Regions from separate parts of the Rattus norvegicus genome. Here region 2 is linked to region 1. The links are chromatin contacts, called in public Hi-C maps. All regions are on one chromosome and are shown on one strand. The core of a region is the stretch at or near the end of the contact, and the rest is flanking DNA. Distances in the headings are between cores, read along the strand shown. Region 1 has its middle 27 kb from the start of Rps28-ps5. Region 2 has its middle 65 kb from the start of Vps54.

Evidence for each region. A called contact is a pair of places that touch in the nucleus more often than the background predicts.
Region 2: a contact with region 1 is called in a Hi-C map of psoas muscle, with 6 times the contacts expected there. The contact joins two enhancer-like sites. A contact is called at or near these places in 12 of 12 Hi-C or Micro-C datasets (the A7r5 cell line, the Rat2 cell line, Schwann cells and 7 more).

The regions. Positions count from the first base shown.
Region 1 is chr14:99,163,199-99,168,293 of GRCr8, forward strand. No RefSeq gene overlaps it. Among named protein-coding and RNA genes, the nearest start is that of Rps28-ps5, 27 kb to the left of the region's middle. Within about 2 kb of position 2,538, at least 22 of the 93 cell types and tissues checked have an H3K27ac peak or open chromatin away from gene starts, as enhancers often do.
Region 2 is chr14:99,535,496-99,540,590 of GRCr8, forward strand. No RefSeq gene overlaps it. Among named protein-coding and RNA genes, the nearest start is that of Vps54, 65 kb to the right of the region's middle. Within about 2 kb of position 1,921, at least 2 of the 93 cell types and tissues checked have an H3K27ac peak or open chromatin away from gene starts, as enhancers often do.

The DNA of each region.
Region 1 (5,095 bases), core at 1,288-3,787:
TCTCTGTGTGTTCTGTATATGTCTCTGTGTGTGTGTCTGTGTGTCTCTGTATGTATGTGTCTCTGTGTGTTTTGTATGTCTGTGTATCTCTCTCTCTCTCTGTATGTGTGTATGTGTGTGTGTCTCTCTCTCTCTCTGTGTCTCCCTGTGTATTCTGTATATATCTGTGTGTGTATGTGTCTCTCTCTGTGTATATGTGTCTCTCTGTGTGTTCTGTATATGTCTCTGTGTGTGTCTGTGTGTATGTCTGTCTCTGTATGTATGTGTCTCTGTGTGTTTTGTATATGTCTGTGAATGTGTCTGTGTATGTGTCTCTGTGTGTGTGTCTGTGTGTATCTCTGTGTGTATGTGTCTCTGTGTGTTTTGTATATGTCTGTGTATGTGTCTCTGTGTGTATGTGTGCGTGTCTGTGTGTGTGTGTGTGTGTGTGTGTGTGTGTGTGTGTATGTGTGTGAAGGTCAGAGAAGAACTCACGAACATCGGTTTTCTATTTCTGCCTTTCTGTGAGTCTCAGGAATGGTGCTCAGACTTGGCAGTGGGCACCTTACCTGCTGAACTCTCTTGCCCAACCTTGGCTGATTTTTTTCAATACTTAACACTCCTGACTGAGGGTCATGCTCATAAATCAGGTACTGCAAGACTGAGGAAGAAGTGGGAGACAAATGGATTCTGGATGAGAAGAGAAATTTTTACAGTAGTTATTCAAGAAGTAAACCTGAGTCCAACGTACAGACCAGGACCTGACTCACAGTTCCTTTTGGAGTAGACAGATATCCTGGATAGAGTAGGCATAATTGGCCCCCAACCTTGGTTGCCAGAATCAGACCAGTGAGTCGTGCCCACTCTGACGTGTTTGGCCGTAGCACTGCCTTGGAGGATGAATGACCAACCATGTGGAGTTCGTCTTCAGGAGAGGGCTTAGACAATTATCTTAGAGCCTGTGGAGAGGTTTTCCCTTTCTTTATAGGCTGGCACGTTGCGAGTGCATGAAAGTAAGATGCAAAAAGGAATATTCATAAAATCTCAAATATCTCCCAACAGAATGCTGATTAGAAAAATCAAAATAGTAATTTTATAGTAGAACCCTATCTGGCAAGTGTCACCTCAAAAAAAGTGGTCAAAGGAGACCTTGGCATCAACTGGGCAAACGGGCATATATGGCTTCCTGATGCCAAGCATGTAGAAGGGTCCAACATCATTTCTGAACTATGTCTGACAAAAATGCATACCTCGATGAATCGTGAGGAAACAAAAAGAAATCAAATGGGAACGTTCTACAAAGCATCAAGCTTTAGTAAGAACAATTAAGGACTTTAGTGAGGTGGGTTTAACTTGTCAAGTCTGATGGCATGAGTTCCGGTCGTGGGACCCACTCGGTGAAAGGAGAACCAGTTCCTACAGGATGGCCTCTGACCACCATCCCGACAGGTGCCCCTTCACACACACACACACACACACACACACACACACGAATAAATAAATGTAATTTTAGAACATCAAGGTCACAAAATACAAAAGAAGAAAATTTGCAAATTAAAGAGAAAGAAACATTACAGCTAAATATGCCTTGGTATAGGTTATGACAACAATAAGGGGTATTGGTGAAGCGGTCCTGGGCAAATTTGAACAAGTGTGGGTCTCAGATTCGTTCTCTGCTGTCTGGATGCGGCCAGCACAACGGCAGGGCTAAGTCCGAGAAAGGTGGCTTGTGCGGGGCAAGTGGCCAGAGTCCTGGGTCCTGAGACAGCTACAGTGGTGCAGTCTGCAGCAGCGCTGTGCTGTGAGCCCTTTGGCCAATGAGAAGCTGGCCAGGCAGTGGGAGGGGGTCAGAGATCCAAGGTTGTGTGCTTCTTCCGGAGAGCCCTCTCGCAAGTATTACGGCTCTGTGAAAGCAGCCAGTCTCAGATGATCCTTGGTAAAATAACTTGTTTGCTTTATTCCACGCGGACAGGGACGACATGAACCTGCGGCGGGTGAATGTTTTCTATTGGCTGAGGTTGAGATGTCGGGGACGCTCTATTTGCACGGGGCAGGACTCCAGGTGCTGCATCACGTGACTGACTGCCCTTGGTCCTCTCTGTTGGAGGTTCCACGTTTCAGAGCAGGTACAGAGACAGGGAGGGAGTGGCTCCACTCCTGCCCTCTCAGACCTATGAGAATGCCCGGCCTTGGGCACCCTCCACCTCACGAGTTCTTAAACCCGGCTGGTGGCCCGGCCCGCGTGCTCTACAAACAAGCTTTGCAGATTAGATAACACCGTGGTTTCAGCGTCAGTGTGTCGAGTTATAGCACGGCTGTATAAAAGAACGTGTATCTGCGAAGCATACACTGTAGAGGTGCAGGCCGGCGCGTCTGTCATTTATGCTCAGAGAGTTCAGGGGAAAAAAGAAAACTATACGTAGAAAGAGGAAAAGACAGAAAAAATTTTAAAGTAAATGTGGTAAAATATTAACCTTTGGGGAACTTAAGAATACTGTATGGGAGCTGGGTTTAATCCCAGTACTCAAATAGCAGAGGGACTGAGTTTGAGGCTGGCCTTGCCTACACAGTGAGTTCTTGGTCAATCAGTGATGGATCAGCCTGATTCCATCGTAAGATTAGAAACCATATGGTCACAAGGTCAAAACAGATTCATTTCTGTTTTCTGTAAAACTTAAATTTGATCATGCCTCGACCTTGAATTTGGTGTGTTCTACTCCCTGTACCCTGACCTCCACCCTATGCCCTGATAAGATGTTCTGCCAAGTAATTTTGACATATTCATCCAAATTCCTACATAATCAAAAAAAAATCCCCCAGCCCTTGGAAATCCATTAATCTTGTGGTTTTTAAAGCTATATAAACTCCAGCGTCTTCTGTGTTCACCGCTGTTGTTTCAAACCCTGCTTTAGGAAGAAAGCCCTGTCTGACTGAAAATAAAGCTTGCCCAATTAGACTAAAAGATTTTGGATAAAGATCTTTACTCTTGTTTGGTGGGATTAACATCAGGGCTACATAGAGAAGCCCTGTTTCAAAAACCAAAAGGAAGATGGTGGAGGAGGAGGAGGATGGGGAGGAGGAGGAACAGGAGGAGGAGAAGAAAGAGAAGAGGAGGGGGAAAGATGAGGGGGAGGGGGAGGGAAGAGGGAGAGGCAGGGGGTGGGGAGACAGAGAGAGAAAGAGAGTCAGAGAGACAGAGAGAGAGAGAGAGACAGAGACCATATGGGAATCTTTACTTTTGCAGTCCGAATTATTTCACAATGTAAAGTTTAAAAGCATCTCATAATAACACGGCTGTTTGTTGAAGACAATGGACACATATCAAGAGCTTTCTAAGTAACCTTCAAAGCTCTTTGTGTGCATAATACCCCGTAATCTTCACACTAACCCAGAGTTATGGGTAGGCTTATCTCCAAATGAAACGGAGCAGCAGGTTAAGACAGGATGAGAAACTTGGCCAAAGAGTACTCATTAGCCATGGTAGAGACACAGCGAACCAGGGGTGTCTGATCCCTAGATACAGTTACTGAGGATGCTGGGCTCGGTGATGGGGTAGGGGGATGGGGGTGGGGTAGGGGAGATCTCAGTGACATCACAGCATACAAACATACCCAGTGGTTCTTCTGAGACTTACCACAGAAAGGCAGGTGAAAGACTAAAGTAACTTATTTCTACCTCAGACTTCGCCCTTCTTCAGGCAAGCAGGTAAGGCCTGAGACTAATTCTGGCCAGTAGAGGTGAGGTGACCCATTGTGGCGAAGGTCAAGCATGTAGGGGTCAAAGTGCTTTCCCCAAGCTCTGGCTTCCCCTTCTAGTGCATGAGTTGAAGTGGAGAAGCCTCAGCCTGGAAAGCACCGCTTCCTGGACCCTGGAGTCTTGGCAAGGTGGAAAGAGGCCTGAAGACCCTCCTGCTCCTGGATTTTGTATGAGTTGAAGTAAATCTGCTAATCGAAACTCTTGAGATGTGCATGCCAACTGAGGAACAGATCCTAACCTCGCTACATGGGCAGAAGGGCCTGAAGGCCTGCAAGCACTTGAGTGGCAGCTGAAGGAGTAACTGGGGGGCGAGTCTAAGGGGAGAAACCAGGGAGGCAGAGAGGACTCTGTGTGGATCGGAGATGTGCGCCCCGTTATGAGAGAAGAGCTGTGATCTATTCACCCCGGTTCATCACTTTCTAAAATTATTTGGGGATAACACTGCCAGAGCTTAACTAAAGATCACCCAAAAACCTAGATTTAAAATGCGGACTCTCGATGGTTAACTACAGTCTCCTAGGACACAGCTGAACACCAGGCATCCTTGTGTCCTAGGAATGTTGCTGCCTCCTGTGCCTTCTGTCCTAGGCTCCCACAGCCCAACTCCTCTCTTTAGGTCTTTGCCAAATCCCACCTTCTCCATGGCAAACCCTTTGCAGGCCCACCCCTTCAAACCGTACCGCTTCCTTCCTATGGCAAATTCTCTCCCGACTTGGGGTGTTTCTCTTTCTCCATATTATCTATCATCTTAAAAAAAACAACAGACCTAGAGGGAATCCCACCACTTTGGCGTCTGAAACAGGAGGATCTTGAGTTTAAAGTCATCCCAGGCTACACAGGAAGGGCTTGTTTAAAAAAAAAAAAATATTAAACTAGATTAAATCACGGAATTACAAGACTTACTGGTTGGCCTGCCCTATACAATAAAAATGTGTGAGGAGAGGTTAATCCTCTGCCTGCCCAGAACTGTATGCTAAGTGTCTCCTGGAGCATGGGTTGGCACGCGTGCATATGCAACAAGTGTTTCCTAAGTAAATGATTTTCACGGGAACCGCCGGCTGACTCAACCCATGCACCATTCATTTACAAATTCTGTTTCAGATCCTTATGGAGCAGGTGTTGGGAGGAAGCGCCATTTAAGGTTGCAAGCCACACCCTGCCTCCAACAATGTCACTGTTTGATTTATTCCGCTCTGTGAAGTGAATCTCAGTGGGTGTGAGGAAAAGCTCTGTGAGTTCCGGGGAGCTCCACGTTTGCCTGTGCCTTCCCAGGACATGTCCTCTATCCCTGTCTGGGATCCTGGATTTGTTCCTCCCTGCACTTCTCCTTCAGTGCTTGCTCACCGCCAACCGGGTCCTC
Region 2 (5,095 bases), core at 671-3,170, 370 kb after region 1:
CTAGCATCTGCCTCTGTATTTGACATGCTCTGTCTCTGTCTCTCAGGAGACATATATATCCGGTTCCTATCAGCATGCACTCCTTAGCTTCATCCATCTTATCTAGTTTGGTGGCTGTATATATATGGGCCACATGTGGGGCAGGCTCTGAATGGCTGTTCCTTCAGTCTCTGCTCCTAACTTTGCCTCCTATGTTCCCCCTTTTAAGAAGGAGTGAGGCATCTGCACTTTGGTCATCCTTCTTCTTGAGTTTCATGTGGTCCATGGATTGCAACTTGGGTAATTTAAGCTTTTAGGCTAACATTCACTTATCAATGAGTGCATATCATGTGTGTTCTTTTGTGATTGGGTTACCTCACTCAGGATGATATTTTCCAGTTCCCTCCATTTGCCTATGAATTTCATGAAGTCATTGTTTTTGATAGCTGAGTAATATTCCATTGTGTAGATGTACCACATTTTCTGTATCCATTCCTCTGTTGAAGGGCATCTGAGTTCTTTCCAGCTTCTGGCTATTATAAATAAGGCTGCTATGAACATAGTGGAGCATGTGTCTTTTTTATATGTTGGGGCATCTTTTGGGTATATGCCCAAGAGAGGTATAGCTGGATCCTCAGGTAGTGCAAAGCCCAACTTTCTGAGGAACCTCCAGACTGATTTCCAGAGTGGTTGTACCAGTGTGCAATCCCACCAACAATGGAGGAGTAGAGAACCAAATATGCACTCTGAAATGCTAAGCCATATCTCTCCAGCCCTATAGTACTTTTTGGTAAATAGAAGATTCATTACTTTTCTTATTGTTGTAACAAAATTCATGAGGCAAGCAACTTAAGGGAGGGAGGGTTTGTTTGTATTCCATCAGAGCATAGAAGTCCTGCGGCCGCTTGTCACATTGTATCCATGGTTGGTAAGGGAGAGAATTGCTGGTACTCAGCTTGCTTTCGCTGCTTTTGCCTTTCTAGCTTGGATCCAAACCCACCAAATGGCACATAATGATTGGCTGGCCTTCCCACTTAGGTTAACCTTAACTAGAAAGTCCTTCACAGATATGCCGAAGTTTATCTCCTAGGTGATTCAAGATCCCGTGAGGTTGACAATAGTAACCATCGCTAAAGGTAATCCTGTAAGAAAGCAGGGCAGACAGGTAGGCTTCCGGCATTAAGATTCTCCACCAAGTCTGACTTTTTACTAAGAACTTTGCAAATCTGCGTCCAAATAACCCACTGTACTCTGTAATTTAGCAGATTAGCTCTCACGGCTGTTCACAGGTCTGGAATGGAAAAGGGGTATTTCTGCTATCAGATGCATTTCCAGTACACAGCCGATGACTTACGTTCCAAGTCTCTGGGGCAGCTCTGTGTGGTCCTATGTCCTGTTCAGAGCCCCTTTCTCAACCTCATGCTCACACCTGTGCCCTGACTTGGCCAAACTCTCTTGGGCCATCCAACTAACTCCTTAGAGACAGTGTCTCTGGGGCCATCTCTGGAAGATGCCCACATATCACCATGCCAGGGTTCAGGCTCCTGTTCCCCTCCCTTCTGTAATAAATCCATCGTTTCGAGTCCTGATGCTTGTATCAGAGGAAAACAAACGCAAAACTGAACTGTTGAAGCCAAAGCCAGCTGTGCACTGGCTCTCTCCCTCTCCCAGGGAAAGGCTGCCACCTGCTGTAACACATTAGCATTAGGGCTTTCTCAACCAGGTCGTCGCACACTCATTTCCTACATTCAAAATTAATGTGCATACAACCTCACTGCCTGCCGTTCCCCGGGCCGGGCTTGGAAGCAGGAATGAAAACTATGAGCACCGGGGAAAGTCACCCACATGAAGGGCACCCGAGAGGAACTGTCATCTCCAGAATGAAGGGTGCCCCTCATCACTCAGCTGTAGCAGCAGCTCACATTAGCTTGTTGTAATCATAGGCAGTGCTGACTGGCTTTCTGCTGCCTCAGCCTTTCGAGCTCTGTGCCCTTACTCTCCGCAGCCCTAGCAAGGTTCTGACAGACGAGAAGACTGAAGGAGAATAAAGGTTGAGAACTTGAGGGACGGCATCTCTAAGCCGGATCCTGACTCCCTGTACCAGACTCAGAAATCCAGCACCATGACTGGAATCCAGAAATGTGACTATTTTGTCACACTAATACTTTGTTTGTGGCCAGCCTTCTTGGTGCAGTCAGTGTGCCCAAAAGAAGCAAGTTTGCATGAGGAAAATCAAAGTGAAAGAACTGGGGGCATGACACCCCCAAATTTGCTGCTTGGATGTGCTGATCTCAGATTGGAATCCAAAAATCAGCAAATACAGGGAAAGGCTCTTTCTGAGTTTCCTTCTCTGCCCCAAGAATAAGTTTTGTAAAAGGAACTCAAGGGTAGTAGGTCCCTCCTCATCTGTTGGAAGGGTCTCCCCATCTCTCCCAGATCGCTAACTCTCTGCTAACTTGTCCATCTTCCTCCTGTAGATGGAACATCACCTCTCTCGTCTCCTTTCATTGGCTGACGGCTGGTTCTTTCTTCTGCTCTGACAGCCGCAGCATACGTGCACTTCAGTGGCTTTTCTCCTGCTACTCCACTTCCGGTCAGATAGTTCCCAGATGTAGCTATTTCCAGAAAAGAAACTTACCAGGTTTCCTCCAGAGGCTGCCAGATACTGTGTGGGTATTTGACGAAAGTGCCATCCATGCCGTTACCCCAAAGTCAGAAAGAGTAAAACCAGGCGGCAAGACATTTTTTTAAAAATCTTGGAACACAGAGAAAGGTCTCTCTCACACAAAGGCCGAATGGGGTGATGGCGCCCACTAGCCCAGTCTCCAGAGTCCCATCGTCTCCTCTCCTCCACTTTCCACCTCCATCCTGGGCTAGTTACCCTGGCCTCCTCCAGCCTCTATCTTCTTCATTTACCAGCAGTTCTAGGAACTTGACAAACTAGGGAACTACTTAGTGATGATTTCAGTGCTGGGTAGACTTAAATATGGGTGAACTTGTGTTTACAACTAAATACCGAACTTCAAGAAAATTTTACAATTAAAAAAAAAAAAAGGAGCTAATACAAATGGGTTCTGAACAAAAATAGCCTTAAAAAGAAAGCCTTGGAGCAGGGGAGAAGTCCTCTGAATCCAAATGGTCAGCCCTGAAACATGCATACAAGTAACACGCAGACTGAGCAGGCTATACTTAGGAATATGTAGCTGGGTGGATGGTTCAAGCCTTTAGTCTCAGCACTTGGGAGGCAGAGGCAGTTGGATTGCTGTGAGTTCAAGACCAACCTGATCTACATAGCAAGTTGCAGGACCACCAGAGCGACATAGTGAGACCCTGTCTCAAAACAAAACAAAACAAAAAAACAAAAGCAAAAGACACACAAAAAAGACATACACACACATACATACACACACACACACACACACATACACATACACACATGGAGTGATATAAGGGGGGGACGATGTAATTAAATTATTAAAATTTTAAACAAAAGGGAAAAAATTTTTTAATGCCCTGCTGTCTGTTTTTGATCTTTCTGAGTTTGGGGCAACAACATGGCTTTTATTATGAATAGCAGTTGACAGCCTCTGGAGGAAGCTGTGTTAGTTTCTTCTCTGAAAACAGCTCTACATCGCTGCCCACTAACTACCATTTGCAGGTGCAGAGGCAGGAAGTGAAGCTAGCCACACAGGCGGCAATGTCAAGAAGGGTTGGGAGTGTCAGGAAAGCTTTCCTGAGTTGTACCAATAGCTAAGAAGAAAAATGAACCCTTATAGGATCTGGCCCTATAGTTCCTGTGTGAGAGTGTGTGTGTTTTCTGTCTCTATAGTACATTTTGTGTGTTCGTGTACATGTGCATGTGCGTGTGTGTATGTGTGTGTGTGTGTGTGTGTGTGTGTGTGTGTGTGTGTGTGGTGGGGGGTTGGCCCTAAATTACATTGTGTGTGTATTTGTGTGCCTGTGTGTGTTTTCTGCCCCATGTGTGTGTGGTTTTTTTCTCTATAGTACATTGTATGGGGGGAGGGCGGGGAGAGACAGAGTCTAGTTGTACAGTAGTCCAAGTACTCAAAATTCTTCCTCTGCCTTCCACTCCCCTTGGCGTTGGTATTTCAGACATGCACCACCATGTATAGCCATCAACATTTCATTTATCAAAACATTACATAATCACACTGAACATTTAGAATTCTGTGTTCTTACATTTTTTGTCTCTGATTTTCCACTGCATTTTACTGCCTCGAGCTATGTTTCTATTATGTCCAAATCCTGCTGCTAAAGATTGAATTTGTTAGCTGTTCATTTGAGTTAAGAGTTAATGGATACCTTTGTAGCAAGCACCTTTCTCCTTCAGTAATTTACTATCTATTATAGTGAAAAGCCCACAGTTACTTTCAACAAACATCTATTAAACAAAACAAGTTATTTATAATCAGTTATCAAGACTGACGCTGGGTTGGGGATTTAGCTCAGTGGTAGAGCACTTGCCTAGCAAGCTCAAGGCCCTGGGTTCGATCCCCAGCTCCAAAAAAAGAAAAGAAAAGAAAAGTGACGCTTAGGTTAAACATTAAAACAATTCCAGTATAAGCAAGCTGAATATCCCTTGATACAGATCACTAAAAAGGGCTTTCTAAGGGAATTTTACGCATGTGCAATATCAAAAGATAACACACCTTTCCAGTGATAACATTATTTTTAAATCTTGCTAAATTAACAAGAGCTTAAGATATGAGAAGGTTGTTGAAATGAAAGGTCACGAAAAGTCTGGGTCACTGTGGAAAATGTGGGTCATGTTTCTGGTTGTTTTTAAAGTCTACACCTGACTCCTGTTTAATTTTTCAGATTTAAGGGCAGAGTATGTAAGGAGATCTGTTAACCGCCCACGGTTTGATTTTTCAGTTTTAGGTTGAAGTAGAGCATAGTTCCTTCCAAGGTAAGGATGGGCTAGAGAGGGAGAAGAGACATGCTACAGCTCCTTAGCTGTCCCCAGAACAGTTGTTCTAACTTCACTGGGAGTTCCCTATAGAATTGGAGGCTTCATCTCAGACTGGCTGAAACAAGATCTATATTTTATCAACACCCCAGGTAATTTTGGGGCACACTGAGTTGGAAAAGCAGT